Regions from separate parts of the Sus scrofa genome. Here region 1 is linked to region 2. Evidence: chromatin contacts called from public HiChIP or PLAC-seq data. All regions are on one chromosome and are shown on one strand. The core of a region is the stretch at or near the end of the contact, and the rest is flanking DNA. Distances in the headings are between cores, read along the strand shown. Region 1 has its middle 79 kb from the start of NFKBIZ. Region 2 has its middle 290 kb from the start of ZPLD1.

What was found. HiChIP or PLAC-seq counts read pairs in DNA pulled down with a chosen protein or histone mark.
Region 1: an H3K27ac HiChIP or PLAC-seq map of alveolar macrophages shows a contact between it and region 2, with 4 times the contacts expected there. The contact joins two enhancer-like sites. A contact is called at or near these places in 1 of 47 Hi-C or Micro-C datasets (embryonic fibroblasts) and 1 of 2 datasets of contacts at active chromatin or transcription factors (alveolar macrophages).

What each region holds. Positions count from the first base shown.
Region 1 is chr13:157,190,523-157,195,941 of Sscrofa11.1, forward strand. No RefSeq gene overlaps it. Among named protein-coding and RNA genes, the nearest start is that of NFKBIZ, 79 kb to the right of the region's middle. Within about 2 kb of position 2,264, at least 18 of the 83 cell types and tissues checked have an H3K27ac peak or open chromatin away from gene starts, as enhancers often do. A contact at or near this core is called in alveolar macrophages, where this site is marked.
Region 2 is chr13:156,972,922-156,978,303 of Sscrofa11.1, forward strand. No RefSeq gene overlaps it. Among named protein-coding and RNA genes, the nearest start is that of ZPLD1, 290 kb to the left of the region's middle. Within about 2 kb of position 2,685, at least 12 of the 83 cell types and tissues checked have an H3K27ac peak or open chromatin away from gene starts, as enhancers often do. A contact at or near this core is called in alveolar macrophages, where this site is marked.

The DNA.
Region 1 (5,419 bases), core at 1,014-3,513, 220 kb after region 2:
GGGCAGAAGAAAAAAAGATTAAAGATGGAAGAAAGAGAGTACCTAAAGGATGGAGCAAAACAGAGAGGAGGGGAACAGTAACATTATCAAGAGCAGCATTCTTGGAAAGAGAAAGAAACAAGCTGCCTTCTGATGAAGTAGAGAAGGTGAAAAGAGGTTTTCCTCTAGGAGATACTGAGAGTTCATGTGGACTGATCACATTCTCACTAAGACTTAAGACAAATAGCTCAATAAGACACAAGAAAAGAGGCTCCCCACAAGTTTGGAGTTCATATTCTAAAAGAAAGAGATGAATTCCAGTTGTGGCGCAGTGGAAAAGGATCTGACTAGGAACCATGAGGTTGTGGGATCCATCCCTAGTCTTGCTCAGTGGGTTAAGGATTTGGTGTTGCCATGAGCTCTGGTACAGTTCACAGACTCGGCTTGGATCCAGCGTTGCTGTTGCTGTGGCTGTGGCATGGGCCGGCAGCTGTGGCTCCGACTTGACCCCTAGCCTGGGAATTTCCATATGCCACGGGTGCAGCCCTAAAAAGCAAAAAATAATAATAATAAATAAAAGAAAGAGAAGTGTTTACATAGATCAGCAGATAGAAATTCGGTTTTAAAAAGTTACCAGACTTCAACAGTTTCTTCAGCTCCTCTCTAAAGCATTTATTCCATCTTTTCCAGAACCTAAACTGTTATTCTCTAAAAAGTACAGGTGTCTCCCTTGGACTGTATGGTCAGAATTTGGACAATGAAGATAGCCTTTTTGGTTGTCAGAAATGAACTAACTCTGTGCTCTGTGTTCTTTGGAGAAGGCATTCAAGATATTTACTTCTGTAAAATATGGGAAAGTATGTACTAATCTCAATGTTGATTTTCTTTTTTTTTTTTTTTGGTCTTGTCATTTTAGAGCTGCACCCAAGGCATATGGAGGTTCCCAAGCTAGGGGTCAAATTGGAGCTGTAGTCACCAGCCTACAGCAGAGCCACAGCAATGCCAAATCCAAGCTGCATCTGTGACCTACACCACAGCTCACTGCAACACCAGATCCTGAACCCACTGAGTGAAGCCAGAGACTGAACCCACAACCTCATGGTTCCTAGTCGGATTCGTTTCCGCTGTGCCATGATGGGAACTCCTCAATGTTGATTTTCAAATGTTGTCAATTACATGGTAATTCTGATTGGTCTACAAGTAACAAATACCATTTCTTAGCAAAAGTTTGTGTCTTACATGGATTATCAACAGAAAATTTAAAATAAACTTAGTTACCAGAGCTACTTCCCTAGCCCTTTCCATTCTCACATTTAATCACTAAGAGCTCACATTCATTGATCTGGCACCCCCATATTGGGTGTGTGATGTACATGAATGTATCATTTAACCCTCATAATAGCCTTATAGTGCATTGTTATTATTATTTCCATTTTGCAAATAAGTAACTGAGTATTAAGGAACCTCTCTAAATTCTCGAAGCTAATAATGGTAGAACCAGCCTCAGTCCTGGTCTGACTTAAAAGCTTACGCATCTAAAGACTAAATTCTACCACCTTGCAGTTCAGTTGCATATCTTGTTATATACAATTTTTTTCCTTCTTCTCTAATTTCTTTGAACATCCTCCCTAATTATCTAATAACTCTACTTTCTGCTTCCCTCCTCACCACAGGAATCTAGTATCCTTGGAAGAAAATCTAGAACATTGTACCTCTTCAAAATATATGGAAGTGAATTTAAACAAATTAAGATCAACTTTAAAATAATTAATGTTATTCATTTTTTCATCACATCTGCTTTGTTTCTACTACATTTTCTACATTCACCACACCTTCTCCCCTATTGGTTTCAAGAGAACATCCAAGTTTGGGAATGAGAGTGCTGTTGTGAAAATAACCTTGTAAAACACCCTCTGTAGATAGGACTGTGCTTAAAGTCAAGTGTGTGGATGCACTAAAGAGTCTCATTGACAATTACCCAGGAAGACCTGAGCTAAAGATTTCACTCCCTTAGAGCTGTTCACTTGTTCACTCAAAAGCCATTCATAGACTACCTTCTGTTTGCTTTAATCCAATTTGTGCCCTTAACAAGTTCTCAGTGGAGAAGACAGACAGGTATCCTACAGTTGTGGAACAGCCTGGTAATGCCAGACCAGAGGTGGAGAGGATGGCCAAACAACAGTTTGACACTTTTTTCATCATTAATTATATGTATTTCAAACTAACTTCCCAATATGGGCTCATTTCCTTTTTGCATCAACATGAAGCCTCAGATGAAACCACACAGTGTATTTCATTTCAAAACGAAACTCATGACACAGCTAAGTAGTGAGTCATCCTCAGAAGCCATAAAATTTCAATCCCAGTGTTTTAAAAACTGTCTGAGTCTTTTCCATCATTAAGCTGCATGATGTATTTCTTGACCTGAACTTCTTTATCACCCATTTTGATTCAGGTGATGACTATCAAAAGAGTTCATTTCTGTGTTACAATGATAAAATCTACAACTCTCCACACCAAAAATGAATTTGGAACAGAGGGGATAAAGTGGAAAAACTATTTTCCTTCCAGACCTAGAGAATGGAGGGAGGAAATCAAAGATTTGATTATAATTTTTCCACAGAGACAATCTTCACTGTCTAAACCTGCATTACTATTTTCACTTTATTGGGTACCCTTCAGAATTTTATACATTAACAAAAGGCTGTGCCTTTTCACTTTGGAAAGTCATTCAATGAAAAAAAGAAAAAAAAAAAGGACATCTTACAATGACGAGCAGAAAGAGCAAGCCCCAGGTCAACAATATAGTCCTGTCCTGAGGAAGATGCCTCCCAAGCCATGGGTGATGTCACAGCTGCTTGTCTATTTCCCATCCTTCTCTTGAAAAAAACAAATAAAAACCTCAGTGATTTCACAGGGTAGAACAGAGGTCAGTGTGAACCAATCCACCAAGAAGCTCCTTAAGATGGTATTAGCCTAGCTCTTACACAGCAAAGCCAATCCATGTCATGCAAAAGGAGAGGGAGACTAAAGTATATATCAGGAATGCAGAAACAAATTCACCTTTACCTCAACTATTAGATGATTTTCAAAGAGCATTCTTGGGTATCCCAGAGCAGATGAAGCCTTATATGTGATGGTGCATTATCTCAACCTCCTACCTTAACCACCTCCCAGTTGTGTACATGCATTCCCATTTCAGGGCTGCCACACCAAGGTTACATGAAGAAGGCACAGACACATGAGTCAGAAACTATAAAACCCTCACAGAGGCCAGCCCAAGGCTGAAGAGCACAGGCAAACCACGTGATGATTTCCAAGAGCACTGACATGCACCAAGACAACAAGTTTCATCAGTGCAGTGCTCACTGGGAAAATCCTAATGAATCACCACCTACATGACAAACAAGGAAATAGACAGCCCATATCCAGCCTCGTTACTCTGGGTAATGGAGAGGGGACAATAAACTAGAAAGCAGTGCCTGGATTTCACAATACCTGTGAGTTTGGTTTTAGTAAAAATCAAGGCTCTTCCTAAAAACTTATCAGCTAGAAAGATAGGTGATCCACAGAACCACTTCCATGGTGACATATCTTCCTCTATCAGCCTTGCCATTTTTAGTGAACACTCAGATCAAATCCTGCTCCTTCCTTTTCTCTTCACAATGGAGTCTTCCTCCAGGGCTAGGTAGCTCAGCCCATAAAGTGAAACTCTTCAAATTATCCTAAAAAACACCTTAAGTCCCCCACAGAGTTGAATATCTTCAGTAGGTGATCTTATCTGTTCTCTAATGTTTCTCTAGGGCTTTTGATTAATTTTTTGATTCCAATATTGAGCACATCAATAAATCCTTCATCACCCACTCACCAAGTGCCTTGAAAATCTGTTCTCACATCTTTATTGTTGGTCAGGGAAATCCTTCAAATTATTCATACAATCTTTCCATGGATTTCTACCAAATACATTGACTATTTCAGGCTTGATTGAAATTGCTGTCTGAGGAGAATGAACAAATACCCACATCACTACTCACTCCCACCATTACCCTTCATTTTTCTCTCTCCACCTCTGTACTGTCCCTTTTCTCCTTTCCTCCCTCCTTTAATTTCCACAAAGTTCAGTTCAGATAAATCAATTGCTCCTATCAGGAAAATCTTCTTTAATGAGGGAATAGTCTCGAGAAACATTTACAGACCCATTTGCCTGAATTTCTTCCACAAAAACTATTATTTTGTGTTGTTCTTATATATTCATTCACTCATCCATCCATTCTACAGACATTCATTATGCACCAACTACATATCAGACACCATTCCAGGCACTGGGCTTACATCAGTGTTCACAACAGCCAAGGCCCTGATCTCAAGGAACTCACTTTCCAGCAGGGTAAACAGTAAGTAAGCATATCTCTAACATACTCAAGAAAGACTGAGAGCTAAGGGGTCAGGGGAGGTGGGGGGCAGGCAGGGGGGTAGATCCAGTAGTCACACAAAGCCTCTGAAAAAATGGCAGGTGAACAAAGACCTAAGAAAGCAAAGAAACAAGCCATGTGGCTATCTGGGGGAACAATGCTAAAGGCAGAGGGAGCAGCAAGTGTAAAAGGCCTTGAAAAGAGCACAGGGTAAGAGTTTTCCAGAAGCAATCAGGAAACTCCCAGAATAGCTGAAGCTGAAAGCTCAAAGGGGAAGGCAGTATGAGTTTGAGAGTTGGCCAGAATCCAGAAGGAATTTTGGCTTTTATTTGTGAATGTTATGCAAAGCCCTGATCTGTGTGTGGGTCTTTGAGAAGGGAGGTAGCGTGATCTGACTGAGGCATTTTCAGAGGGGTTTGTCCAGCTCTTAGTGGAGAGCAGTAGGGAGGGGCCCATAGACTATGAAAGACAGGAGACTGGGAGGCTTCTCTAACCCCCACCCAGCATTTCCTACTGCCTCAAACTAGTGTTCTTTGGTATTTGCCTTTCCTGTCAGGTGAAACAAGTGAGAAAAGATTTCTAGTTAAGTGGGTTTTGGCTTTTTACCAAACTACGCAACTTTCACACAATCCTCTCTCTCTCTCTCTCTGACTCCCTGCCATGAAGTCTGCTTTAAACCTGCCCTGAGAACAAAGTTTCCAGGTGCTTGAGTTCTTTCAGGGCCCCGGAAGCCAAACAGATTCACTGAATATTGCCCTCTTACTAATATAGGATTTTACCTTTGCACTTTCTTTAACACACAGAGACTCTGACAGCTTTATCAAAAAATGTAATAGCTTGAAATCAAAAGTCCAACGTTAGGTTTTTGATTTTTTTTTTCTTTTTAGGGCTGCACCTGCAGCATGTGGAAGTTCCCATGTTAGGGGTTGAATCAGAGCTGCAGCTGCCCACCCACGCCACAACCACAGCAAAGCAGGATCTGAGCCCCATCTGTGATCTACACCACAGCAGGCAAGGAATTGAACTCA
Region 2 (5,382 bases), core at 1,435-3,934:
GGTTTTGGTATCATAAGCTTTGTCCATTTTGGGCTCCCTGCCAAGGCAGCACACAAACTATAATTAATAGCAAAATAAGAGATAATATATAAGTTCTTCATAATAGCTTGGCAAATGTTCCCTTCTCCCCCAAAATAGGGCTCTGATAAAAACTGAATTGGCAATGCAGCTTGGGCCAGAAGACATTTTTTTTAAAAGAGGGAAAGAAAAGATTTCTCACCCTTCCGATACTTAAAACATCATTAAACTGCAAACAGACTCTAGTTTGCCCCATGGGTCCATTCACTGGGTCAGAGAGAGGCAAGCAACTGGCCACTCTGCCTGGGGGAATAATCTTCATCTGCTGACTATAAGCTGCAAGAAGTAAAAATAAATATCCAACTCTGAAGAAGGCTTCATTTCTCTTCAAGTGTTCAAAAAAAAAAAGAAGAGAAAAAGGGTAAGCAGACCTGCCTCAGGAGGAAGTCATGTGCCATTCAGTGTTCCACATTCTGGATTCAGCTGATTGTTTCCTTGTGATGTCATTTAACTTGATCTCTACACACAGAAATTTTTATAAAACTATTCATGAGAAAAATAACAAAATCAATAGCACCTTTCCAGTGTTTTCCTTATTTTTTGATTTTAGGGTTTTTTAAAAGTTATTTCTTATTCATCAATAATCAGATGCACATAGCTTTAATAGTGGAGAGTGCTAAAAGATTTATAACAATAAAGCAATATCCTGGCCTCACCATAATCCTCACCAGAGGCTACCACTTTCACCCCTTTTAGCTATTTCTTCTGGATACCTGAATATGTCTGAATACCATTTTTATACTATCAGCATTCTAAAAGCATTTCATTATGGAAAATGTCAAGCACATACAGAAAATTAAAGCATAGCATGATGGACCCCCCTCATGGACCCATGATATGGCAAATCCCATTTCATCTATACATTGACCCATTTTTTTCACCCTCCCACCTCAACCATATTTTTTAAATAAATGCAAGATATATCACTTTAATTATAAATATCTCAATATATATCACTCAATGTACATCACTTTTAAAAAGTCCCCTTAAAAATATAATCACAATACTGTTATCACAAATTCAAATTTAACATTCCTAAATATTAGCAAATATCCAGGTACCGATGATATTTTTCCAATTCCCTCATAATTATTTTTTATGCTTGGTTTATATAAATCAAGATGCATTTTTATGTGTCATTTAGGTCTTCTTTTTTTAACTCAATGAATTTAACTATATTTATAGTGGTACAACCATCATCACAACCCAGTTTTACATTTCCATCCCAAACCCTAGCATATTTCTTCCCCCCCAAAAAAAAAAACCTGTAGGTTCCTTTTTTTTAATCTATGACAGTGGTTCTCAATTGTAGGCAGCTTTGCTCCTAGGGAATAGCTGGCAATGTCTGGAAACATATCGATGATCACAAGGGCAAGGGCTCAGAATTCTAATGACTAGGACTGCTGCTAAGAATGCCTACCCCAAAATAAAAAATTACATAGCCCACAGTGTCAATAGTGACAAAGTTGAGAAACTCTGATCTATACAATATGGAATTCCATCCTTCCCCTCACCCCTGCTTATTTCTAAGTCCTTGACCCCCAGAGTTTCCACCTTCTGGACTTTGCTGACTACATCCCTGTTTTGTCTTACAACATGTTCCTCATTCCCTATCACTTCAGTAAATTAGAAATAAAGAGGGTATACATTAAAATATTAAGCCAGTAGAAAATATATTGAAGTATTAAAGCTTCTGTGTGAAAATGTGAATCGGGTAGTGGGATTACTGCCTGTGCTTAAAGAGCCAACGAAAAGGGCCTCAGATACTATGTTTTTGTTTTTTGTTTTTTGTTTTCTTGTGTTAATTTTTAGAGCCACAGTTGCAGCATATGGAAGTTCCTGGGCTAGTAGTCGAATTAGGGCTGCAGCTACAGGCCTACACCACAGCCACAGCAACACCGGATCCAAGCCACATCTGCAACCTACGCTGCAGCTCACAGCAACACTGGATCCTTAACCCACTGAGCGAGGCCAGGGATTAAAACCTGCAATCCTGTGGACACCATGTCTTGTTCTTAACCTGCTGAGCCACAACAGAACTCCATTACTAAGTATGGTGTAAATATGAAATTAATGACCAAAAATTTAATTCTTGAATTTTCAGGCTGCATAATGTAGAAATCTATCACCCTCCCATTTCCTTCTTCTGAGACCCTATCCTATAATATGCTGGACGTTTGCTCTTTCCCTCTAAAGATCTTCTCTTCAGCCTGCTTTGTGACCAGGAATGCTGGCCTGTGTAGACAGCATCAATGGATGCCCTCGCTCTCTGACTCTGGTCTGGCTCAGTCAATAGGCATAATTTATTTTTCATTTGTGCTGAGAAAAAAAAATTCAAGAAAACATGTTTAAATTTCAGGATATCCAGAAGTTACATCATTTACTTTCTTACCCTTTCCTTTTTTTTTTTTCCTGATTCTCATTATTTCTCCTCTTTAATGCTTACATCTCCAGAAATGTAACCAGACATAATTAGGGAATTATGTCACTAACCAAAAGTTATTTAAAGGGGAAAACTTTTTCATTGACTCACAACAAAGGAAGGGAGTTGGAGCAACAGGACAAGGAACAGAGGCTTCCTCAGAATGGCTGAAATGACTCACTGGCCTTGTTTGTGAGCAGGCATGAGGCACCCCCTGAGTACAGCCCAACACACTGGGAGTCAAGGGACATTTTAGGTTAATGGAGTCCATAATGCATGACAAAGCAAAACTTGGTTTATTTAAAGAGCTCTTTTACCAGTGTGCAGCATCAAAATACAGAACACACTGTCTAGGGAACACTCCCTCAGAGAGGGGCACATCGTCATACCTAGCCCAGCACCGATATGGAGAGGGTTCTTACAAACATTTGCAAATTCAATATATGCCTAACTGAAATTTTTTCTCTCTCAAAAGTTTGAGGAAGCACCAAAGAAAACCCTTAATCTGTCATTCTTTTATTTTCTACTCAGGGCCAACCAACAATGAAAAACTACTTGGTGAAGCAGAATGACAAGAACATGTTGAAAAGTTGTGAGCACTCCCCGGAGACCTGGTTGATACAAGGACTGGGACAGGAAAAATACAAGAAGAGCATCAAACATCTTGTGGTGCTAGACCATTAGGAAGTGCTCAGAAATAAAGTCTGCAAACATGTAAAGATGGTAGTGAGATCTCCAGGCCCGAGGTGGCAATTCCTCCAGACCCAACTCAGGTGTCCTCCCCACCCTTCAGGCCAAGATACTACCTTCTGCCCAAGCTCCAGGTATGAGATGGACTTCAGCCTCTTCAGTCCAAGAGTGGTCCCCAACAGGAACTCGGGGCCCAATTCAGACTTGCCCAGCGAACACTGAGTGCAGTATGACATCACTTTGTGGATAAAGACCACATGAATTTTGTTTGTTCCCTGTGTCATTCCCTGATACTAAAAGGACTTAGATTTCTCGCTTGGCTCAGGGCCTGGCCTTAACTCCTTTCTGCTCCTTCTCATCTGCTCCATCTTCCCTTTCCAGCCCTAGCCCTTCAGTCCTATTCTTTTTGTTTGTTTTTTTGTTTGTTTGTTTGTTTGTTTTGTTTTGTTTTGTTTTTGGCCAGGCCTGCAGTATGCAAGAGTTCCGTGGCCAGAGATAGAACCTGAGCCACATCAGTGACCCCAGCCACAACGGTGACAACATCAGGTCCTTAACCTGCTAGGCCACCAGAGAACATCCCATTCACATTTATTTCCCTCCCCACTCTCTAATCCCAACATAAAGCTGAGATCTGAGCCCCCAGGCTGGAGAGTTGGGGACGGGCACTCTAGGGCAGATTCATTAACACTCAAAACATTTACTGATATGGTCAGTTCTTCTTTTCTCCCCACCTAAGCTGGGAGTGGGTTTGTTGGCGATTTCACTGAGAATGTGGGTCCCAAGAAAGGGATCTTTCGCATCTGGCCTACTGAAGGTGAAGCTGTAACAGGACAGTGGACCCCTAGTTTTTTGCCCTGGTTCTGCACTTATTTGTATTTTGTTAATTACCACATGTTCACTAACTTCTGTTTTGTGCCTGTCCAATGCTTGGCATTGGTGACACAGCAGCCAGGCCGGGCCCTCACAGAGATGACAGACCACTGGAGGAGATGGATATTAATAAAATATTCTCATAAACTAAAAAAAAAGATGGCATTGGAGCCTGAAAGAGTACCCAAATAGCCAAAGATGGAAAGAAATTATCAATAAATCAACTAAAGGTAATATAGGATTATAACCTAATAACAAAATAAATAGCCATGAATCCCTCCCAATATAAATAAATTATTGAACAAATAAACAAATGATGGAGAAAAGACAATGCTTCCTTATTAAAGCATTTTGTGAGATATTGTTTCACACCTGTTAGAATGACTATTATCAAAAAGATGATGACAAGTTTTGGGGAGGATGTGGGGAAAAGGGAAACCTCATGCACTGTTAGTGGGAATGCAAATTGTTGCAATCACTATGGAAAGCAGTATGAGGTTCCTCAAAAAATTAAATATAGAACTGCCATGTGACCCAGTAATCCCACTTCTGGATATATAGCCAAAGGAAATTAAAATAATATATGGAAAAGATATCTGCACTCCCATGTTCACTGAAGCATTATGCACAATAGTTAAGACACAGGAACAAAATTATCCAATGACAGGTGAATGACTAAAGAAAATATTATATATATATTTATGTTTTATACACTGCATGTATTTATACATTATTTAATTACATAAGCCAAATATCTTGCCATTTGTAACAAAATAGGTGGATCTTGAAGGTATTATTCCAAGTGAAATAAATGAGACAGAGAAAGATAAATACTGTATTAAATCACTTATAAGTAGAATCTAAAAAAGTTGAACTCATAGAAATAGAAAGTAGATTGGTAGTTTCCAGAAGCTTGAGGAGTCAGGTGATGAGTAGATGTCAAAGGATACAAACAACTTCTAACTATAAGATGAATAAATTCTGGGGATCTAAGGTATGGCATGGTGAATATAGTTAACAATACTGTGTTATATACTTGAAAGAAAGAAAATCTTTTTTTTTTTAATTTTCCCACTATACAGCAAGGGGGTCAGGTTATCCTTACATGTATACATTACAATTACAGTTTTTCCCTCACCCTTTCTTCTGTTGCAACATGAGTGTCTAGACATAGTTCTCAGAGTTAACAACACTGTATTATATACTTGAGAGAAAATCTTGAATGCTATCACACACAAAGTGATTATTATGTGGGGGAATATAGGTGGTTAACTAATCTTATTGTGGTAATTATTTTGTAATACATACGAATATCAAATCAT